Regions from separate parts of the Mus musculus genome. Here region 1 is linked to region 2. The links are chromatin contacts, called in public Hi-C maps. All regions are on one chromosome and are shown on one strand. Each heading gives the region's core, a stretch centred on a gene start, on an enhancer-like site or on the middle of the called end of the contact. The rest is flanking DNA. Distances are from core to core; before and after follow the strand shown. Region 1 has its middle 29 kb from the start of Lsm8. Region 2 overlaps Cttnbp2 (cortactin binding protein 2).

What was found. Hi-C and Micro-C count contacts between places; a contact is called where the count stands out from the background.
Region 1: a Hi-C map of cortical neurons shows a contact between it and region 2, with 3 times the contacts expected there. The contact joins two enhancer-like sites. A contact is called at or near these places in 15 of 39 promoter capture datasets (the 3T3-L1 cell line, 3T3-L1-derived adipocytes, the HPC-7 cell line and 9 more), 4 of 484 Hi-C or Micro-C datasets (cortical neurons, embryonic stem cells, hematopoietic stem cells and 1 more), 2 of 115 datasets of contacts at active chromatin or transcription factors (VIP interneurons and embryonic basal ganglia) and 1 of 9 other capture datasets (pancreatic islet).

What each region holds. Positions count from the first base shown.
Region 1 is chr6:18,817,637-18,822,038 of GRCm38.p6, reverse strand. No RefSeq gene overlaps it. Among named protein-coding and RNA genes, the nearest start is that of Lsm8, 29 kb to the left of the region's middle. Within about 2 kb of position 2,493, at least 7 of the 459 cell types and tissues checked have an H3K27ac peak or open chromatin away from gene starts, as enhancers often do. A contact at or near this core is called in cortical neurons, where this site is marked.
Region 2 is chr6:18,422,710-18,426,844 of GRCm38.p6, reverse strand. Cttnbp2 (cortactin binding protein 2) reads left to right here. Exons shown (of 23, transcript NM_080285.2): 6 at 710-809; 7 at 2,864-3,014. Among named protein-coding and RNA genes, the nearest start is that of Gm40356, 11 kb to the left of the region's middle. Within about 2 kb of position 1,889, at least 14 of the 459 cell types and tissues checked have an H3K27ac peak or open chromatin away from gene starts, as enhancers often do. A contact at or near this core is called in cortical neurons, where this site is marked.

The DNA.
Region 1 (4,402 bases), core at 1,244-3,743, 390 kb before region 2:
TGCTCCTCATTTATGTTCTGACTTTCCAACAGAAGCTTTTCAGTCAGTGTCTGGGCAGATGACAGAATAGGACAGGACTTCTGACAGGCAGTGGAAGGAAAAGAGTGAGGAGGAGGAAGAGAAGGAAGAGGTATTCGCCATGAGGAAGGGGTCCTGGAGACACCATGGGAGAACATAGCTGAAGACCAGTGAGCCAGAAAGTTGGGTGGAATGGAAGACGTGATGCCAAAAGCAGACTTTAGTGAAAGTTACAGACGTGGATAGAGGTTAGCAGACAAGAGTAGAATGAATCAAGCTGTGGTGGTCCACGTGGCATAAACATCATCAGAACAGTAATTATTTTTTTTTCAGAAGAGAAAATGATAATTTGGAAGTAGCATTAAAATAGAGCAAGACACGCCCTTAACCTCAGTTCTTACACTGATATCCTTTCAAGGACAGATAGGTCTCAGTAAGGCAAGAAGGTAAGTGTGATATTTGAAGGAAAAGATGCTGAAATAACTGACTGAATACAGGATACTAAATGGGTTTGCGTGGGAAAAGGGGGGTGTAGTATAAGGGTCTGAAAGCCGCTGAAGGAAGACTCCAGACTCAGATAGTATGCACAGAGAAAGAGTGCTTATTCTGTAGAAACAACCAGCATCTAGAGGCCAACCATTCTTTGAAATGGTAACCCCAGACAAAGGCATGTGGGCCTTTTTATAGGGAACCAGGAGAACCCTCAGAAAGATTAGGTAATCTAAAATTTCACTGGTAAGTGCTAGGGAGTCACAGGCGGTCAGTGGTCTGCATTCCTATTTCATGAATGTTTAACCATACGATGAAATGGGATTGTCCAGCACAGATTGCCATTTTGAGATAAGTTTTTTTCATAGTTATCCCCAGGCTATACTTTGGGAAGGAGTTTTATGATTGCTTTCTGGATTTTATGGTCTTTCCCTGGAGCTGGTGTCTTATGGCCTAGTTTCTAGGACTTATGGTCTGTCCCTGGAGCTGGTGCCTTACAGACTTTCTTTGAAATCAGTTCTGGTCCTTAAATGGAGACAAATGGGGTTTTATGTTGTCCTCTCAGTAGGAAACATGACAATGCATGGATTCAAAGTGACTTGGTGAAGTTGGAACTCCTAATGCTTACGGAAGTGTCCAGGGACATAAAGCACCATGAGCTTGGCTCTCACATCTCTTGTGCTTGGGTGGTATATGCACTCTCAGGTGTGAAGCTACAGAGCAGCCTCAAGGCTGATCCTCTGAGAGTTACTCTTTCAGCAGATGTGAGTTCTGGAACCATCTATAACCACTAGTTTCATTTATCTTGGATTTTTTTGCCAAGTTTTTCCAAAATCTCAATTTCTGCATGTATGTAAGTAGGACCTGATTTAAATAATCTCTTTTGCTTTCTTCAGATGTCTTAAATAGCAGAGAGGAAAAGAAAAATGGGGTCATTCCTGTCATCAGGAAAGTGTGAAGTATCAGAAACAAGTAAGCCTCTTTCACATAACCGATGCATCCAGAGCTAATATTAGGAAGATCGATGTGTGAGTTCATACATCTGTTATATTTGGCATCAAAGTATATTAATACCCTCCAAAAACCACAGACAAGTGACAGAACAATGCACCATGTTTTAGAGACACTTGGTTATGCCTTCCTGCTAAGGCAAAATACATTTTGTAACTCATAAATATGGATTAGTAACAGATTTATGATGTATCAAATCCTAACTCCTGAAGTTAAAATTAAAATGTACTCTTACTTCTCAGCTCCCTGTCATTCATTTCCCCTATCCTGCGCGTGATAGTCACTGCATTATTATTAATTTTTATATTAGTATTTTAGCATTGTAAGTAATAAATGAGTCACTTGAGCATATATAATTCCAAGTGATGAAAACATTGAGTTTTCGTTACTGAGTTTCATTTAATCAACAATGAAAGTGAAAGTGCTTCCTCACAGCTTATATTTTTGTTATTACAGCATTTCTATTAACCTACTTAGTTGAACTGATGGATTAATTCAGTCATTGCTACAAGCACACTAATCGATCAAAACTGATAATTTCACTCCAAACAGTCAATCAACTTTGGTCCAGTCAATTTTTTATGCTACATGAACAATGTATCTTCCTATTTCACAGAGTTCTATATCTTGGAAGGACTTTATTGAAGATGAGGGAAAAGCAACAATGCTTGATCTTAATGAGCAAAGACACTGCTTGGAATAAAGATGCATATGTCACATACTGAGAACACATTGGAATGACGAACGTCTTATCTATAGGCATTCATTTCAATCAGCTTAGCGAAACATTAAAAGTTTGAACATTCTCATTGTTGTAAAATGTTTTCTATGTATGGCTTAGAATCTCCTTACCTAATGAAGCTGAATATACTTTTACACTTCAGTTCTTTGATAAACAAGTCAGTATTCGCACCTTTCATCCGAGGTATTGTAGTTAAATCTGGGTAATTGGCCACTAGGTGGCAGGGCTGTGATGTGAATAGAGGCCACAGTTAAAAGCCAATTTCAGAAATTCCTCCAGGAAGAGTTTTAAAGCCACACACTGAGCACGTAGTATGTATTTTTTCCCACATGCTGAAGTTCCAAAGAGGACTATTTCATGGTCTCTGTCACCAATGATAAGACACTGTAATAGAATGTAATAGCCACCACAGGTCACTTCTTCATTTTAAAGCATACTGACAGAGTTTTGATTATCTGAAACTATGCTGGTGATGCTAAGAGGCTCTCAGAAGAGTTTGTCCTTTTCCTTAAACATATTATAAAACAGAGGCTATAATCCCGCGGTAGAGCCTGTTAGAATGTGTGGGACCTTAAGTTCAATCTTTTGCACCCACAAGCAGCAGAATTTTAGTATTACAGATGAAGTGAGAATCTGAAATGTAAAGCATTAAAATACAACTAACACAAAGTCTTGTCTAATGTTATTCCCAATCTATAGTTTCTCAAATATGAACAACTTTACCTCCAAAAGTACACTTGGCAAGTACATTTATCTTTATCAGAGCTGGATGAAAAGTGCTATTAGAGTCTGTAGGTAGAAGTCTGAAATGCTGCAAAATAGCCTAGAATACATGGGCTGGAGAATATTACTAAAAGGTCAGCATTTGGAACAAGTTAGGACTGGACTGTGATAGATAAAGCTTCTATCTCAAGATTTCAAGGTAAGACCTGTTGTTTGAAAGGAGACAGACAGAAAAGATGCTTTGGATGAAGGTTTGGGGCAAGCTTACACAACACTTGAATATATGTGACAGTTGGGATGAGAACGAGAAAAACTTGATTTAGCCTTAACAAAGGCAAGAAAGCTGGGCATGGTAGTAAACACCTGTAATCACAGCAGTTGAAAGCTTGATGCAGGAGGATTGAGAGTTTGGAGCAGCCTAGATCACATAAAGAACCCTCTACCACCCAAGACACACACACAGAGAGAGAGAGAGAGAGAGAGAGAGAGAGAGAGAGAGAGAGAGAGAGAGAGAGAGGGAGGGAGAGAGAGAGAGAGAGAGAGAGAGAGAGAGAGAGAGAGAGAGAGAGAGAGAGAGAGAAGTGGAGGTTGCAATAAGTAGGGCACCATTGTATAGCACACAGAGATGAGGTTGGGTTCATCTTTCACATTTATTGGGCTTGCAATTTGGTTTACCTTCTATTTTCATTCCTTTAAAGTGGGGAAACAGAGCTGGAGAGGCAGTTCAGCAGGTTAAGAGCACAGGCTGCTCTTCTGGGTGTCCTAACTACTTCTCTGTTGCTGTGAAGAGACACCAAGGCCAAGGCAGCTTATAAAAGAAAATGTTTGCTGGAGCTCATGATTCCAGCAGGCTCCAGTTTATGCCCACCATGGTGTGGAGCATGGCAGCAGGCAGGCAGGTAGGTATGGCACTGGCACATTAGCTGAGAGCTTACCTCCTAATCCACAAGCATCAGATGGACAGACAGACAGAGCACTACCTGAGAATGCCCACCACCAGCACCACTCCTCCAATTCTTCCCAAACAGTTCCAGCAACTGATGATGATTATTCCAATTATTCAAACATAACAGTCTCATTAAAGCAATCTCTACTCCCCACGCCCTGTTCACCCACTCATGGAAAAATCAGCTATCTCTTTCTTAGCATACAGGAAGAGATACCATTGTCATTAAAACCACAACATCAGAGGACTCACGTTTGGTTGCTGGCTCCCACACTGGGTGACTCTCAACCTCCTTTAACTCCAGCTCTAGGGATTCCAATGCTTTCTTATGGCCTCAAAGGACACCGCACTTAGATGGCATATACAGACACACACATATAGGAAAGAGAAAAATTTGAAAATTAAACTTTTAAAAGAGAAATTGTTGAAAAGATTCAGTATATATTAAATGTCCCAAACATAAATGTGTCAAT
Region 2 (4,135 bases), core at 640-3,139:
GTAGTTAACTATACTAAAACACGTGGTAACACAGAAAAAGAGATGGCTTGACTACATGTTCTAAGCTACTATGTGTGTGCACTGTGGACTATTTCCTGCTTGGATCAGATAGACTCGGAGCTAAGGAGACTCAGTACATGTAAAGCACTTTGGAATTCAAAAGGCACTGGGGGAATTTTCTTCACTGTAGAGAAATTAAATTTAGATCATTCAGTATTATTTATGAAAGTTCTGTGTTAGTGATGTTTGTGTCTCAGGTGGCTTTCTGTGGGCTTTCCTTGATCTTCAAGTAGCCAAGTGTAGGATGGCCCACATAGAAGTACTTTGATGATTAGATTAGCATTAATCATTCAGTAAGAATGTAACTATATAAATACAGTTTGGTAAACAGATCTGATTGTCTGCCCCAAAACATTCTTTTGAAGAAAATCAGGCCTAGAACCTAGCAAAGTATTTTTCCGGTACATGGTATTCTTTTTTTAACCCATCAACAACTCTACTGGAAATATTTTTTTAAAACCATGTCTTGGTGGCTGTGGAGATATCCTGTCTTCAGGAAAAGAGATGGCTCTCCATGTGAAAGTCTGTGGCATGCCACATCCAGCAGGACAGAGCGGTCAGGTCAGCCTTTGCTGCTAGATTCTCTGCACAGCTTAGAGGGAACCTGGCTCATCATTGCACTGAGTGACCTTCTGTTAAAATCCTGTAGACTGTGTGCGATTGCTGCTGAATGCAGAAGCCCGAGTCGACGCTGCTGATAAAAATGGCTTCACACCCTTGTGCGTCGCAGCTGCTCAGGGACATTTTGAGTAAGTGATGCTCTTCATTCTTCTTTTCCTATGGAAGTGGACCCCTTTTTAATATTTGGCACAGAGTTCACTCCTGCTAAGTATGTAAATGAGTGGTTAATAGTCATTGAGAAATCCACCAAACATATTTGAGTGTTCAAATGCAAAGAAGGACCTTAGATTTGTTCTCATAATAATAGTTAAGTGCTGTATCTAAAGCAAGTGTGTATATGTCTAGTCTGTATATAATCTGTACATAGATGTATACAATCTGATCTATCCATCAATGAACTTGCTTCTGGAAAAGCTCAACATTAGTATAGCAATGGAGAACAAAGTAAGGTGTGCTGAGAGCTTTGTCTGCTTTCTCTTTTCTATAAAGGCTTTTGTTAGTGCTAACATTAAAGGTAGAACGTAGAATTATATTGTTTACTAAAATCCCGTTATTCTACAGTAAGGTAAGTTATTTGATAGTCCCAAATGCTCCTGTTTCTTCATTCACAATTAAGAGAAAAATCAAAGCAAAGCTTTTGCAAACTGAAAGTAGCTCATGTACAAAGGGAACCTGTTAATTAATATGCACATAACTTTAACCATGAGTTCTAAAGAGCTTCGAAGTCATTAAATACAGGGATTTCTTTTTAAAAACTAAAAGTCCCATTTTAATAATAGAATATTGTCAAATTGCTGTCCTGCGTGTGCTGAGCTGGCAGGTTGTGAGGAATAAATACTGCAGCCACCTTTCAGATCCATCTGTCCAGAGAGAAATAGTCTTGCACAAATTACAGCATCCATGACATTTTGGTTATAAGCCTTAGCCTTCAACAGCTGAGCTACTTCCCCAGCTCAAACTATACCATTCTTAAAAATAAAGCTTTTTAGAATTCACATCAGCACTGTTAATTCTAAGTGTGTTCTCCAGTATTCCGGAGGCAGCCTTCAGTGTCTAGAGTCATTGCTCGTATGTGTCTGCCATGCGTCTCAGCAGCCTGGCTTCAGTTTGGGAACTCACATCAGAGCTACTTTTTGCTGTTACCTTCTGGTTATATTCTGTGTCCCACTGAACAGATCTCTCCTGCTGGCTTGGGTTTCCGTGTCCGTCACCTTCATGTTACCAGGCCATCTGTAAGCTCCGTGCTTGGAGGATGTCACTGTCACAGTACAGAAGCATGGATAGCTTTGGACAAAAAAAAACAAAAAAACAAAAAAAAACAAAACCCTGTGGAAATTCAGGAATCAGTAAATTTAAAGATTGCGTCACACAGATATGTCAGCGTGTTACTTAAAAAAAAAAAAAGTAATAACTTATGTAAGCCAAATGCTGAAAGAAAAATGAACTCCCCAAAGGCAAATCCTTCACTTTGTCCACATTCTATCTCTGTGTTGAACTAATCACAAAGTCGCAGTCGCAGCATGGCCTCCTTTTCTTCTTGAGTGTGTTTCTGTGTAGCTGTGTCCTCAGAAGCCAGCTCCTACCCAAAGAGACAGCCTCTTCCATCCTTCTCTCAAGGCAGCCCTTTTCCCAGCCCCCTGCTCCTTTTTATAGAGGAAGCACACAGTGCTCGGCTGTCTATGCTATTTATAATCATTTTCTTGAGTGAATAAAAAAAAAAATCACAGAATGATTCAGCAGCCTCATGTGTTTTTTTGGGGTTTTTTTTTTGTTTTTTTTTTTGTTTTTTTTTTTTTGTTTGTTTGTTTTTTGTCAAGGCAAAAACCATTTTGAATCACAAATACTATGTAATGTATACCAAGTACGGTATAACATTTAACCTAACAAATCAAACCTGTTCCAAGGACAACTCCTGTAAAAGTTGGTAAGAAGGATCCTGAACTAGGTTTGAACATTTGTAAATGGACAATTTTATGTTTTCATAAATTTTGAGACTAAAGTTTAGTTTTTAGTCATATGAAAGTGATAGCAAGCCAATAATGTACAGAAGGTCTGAATGAAATAATTGACACGTCAATATGAATGCTTGGTCATGCATGTTATCTGGATTTAATACCTGCTCAGGGAGCCCTTTCCAGGTGATGCCTCATCTGTATGTAACTAATCATAATTCTATGTACAGATGTATAGAATTACTAACTGCATACAATGCCAACATTAATCACTCTGCTGCTGGAGGACAGACACCTTTGTACTTGGCCTGTAAAAATGGAAATAAGGAATGTATCAAACTCCTGCTGGAAGCTGGCACTGACCGGAGCATAAAAACCAGAGTAAGTACCCTTTTGGGAGAGTGTTCCCCGACATATGTTATTTATATTGTGTCTGAAAACTAGGCATATATATATACTATAGCTCGCATATATCTACTATACATGCATACATATGACAGGTACAGATTCTTTTCTTTGTTATTGTTCCCTGTAGAAAGCAGTATATGGCTACATTGCTTTCGCACTGTAGACAACATTATAAGTAGGATGGAGACTTAAGTGTGTGGAAGGATGCGTGTAGGCACTATGTAAATGCTACGGTGTTTTGTATGAGGGATGTGACCATCTCTAGAAATTCACAGGCCATGGTAAAGAAGGCACGGTGGAGCTTTGAAACTAGCCTCCCACAAATGCTGAAGGACAACTGTGCATGGATACCCACTCTTCCGTTGTGCTTTCGCTTTAGGATCCTGCTTTAAGTGACCTCTGAGTCTCTCCCTTGCTAATTAACATTCTGGTCCGTTTTCCCTCGCAAGTCATTCAAATTCTGAGACTAAACATAAAAAGAGGGGAATTTTGGTGCTCTTAGTATTTCAGAATTAGAGAAGACAATGAACGTGTAAGTTTTTATTATTGAACAAATACTATTCTTTGATGCCATTATGTAATTTCTCAGACAAGAACCAATCATTAGGTATTAATATTAGCAAAGGTAACAAGGCCAGCTATGAGTATTTTCCATTGTAAATTATTGTTAGAGCTTAAAAACAAAACAAATCTCCAGTATTATTTTTACTCGATGTCAAGTTTTTAATAAATTTTAGTTTTTTAAATTAAAGTTCTTATTGTACATGTATGAGTGTTTTGCTTATAGGCATGTCTAAGCCACTTGCATGCCTAGTTCCCAAAGAGGATCTGGCCATCTCCCCAGATCCTCCTTTTAAAAAGAAAATCTGAAAAGGGTAGTTTAGTTTCACATTTCTTTATTTTATATATTTTATCCAAGAAATGGATGTTTGGATGTATTCACTACAAAATGCTATCTTATTGCTAGAAGATAAATGAATTTTGCATCATTAACCTGAGTAAGAAGTTCAACATGGAAGGTTAAACAGCATCCTGCTGAGAACGCAGATCAGCGCCCGGAAGCTAGCTTTGTTGGGCTGAGCAGATTGTTTACA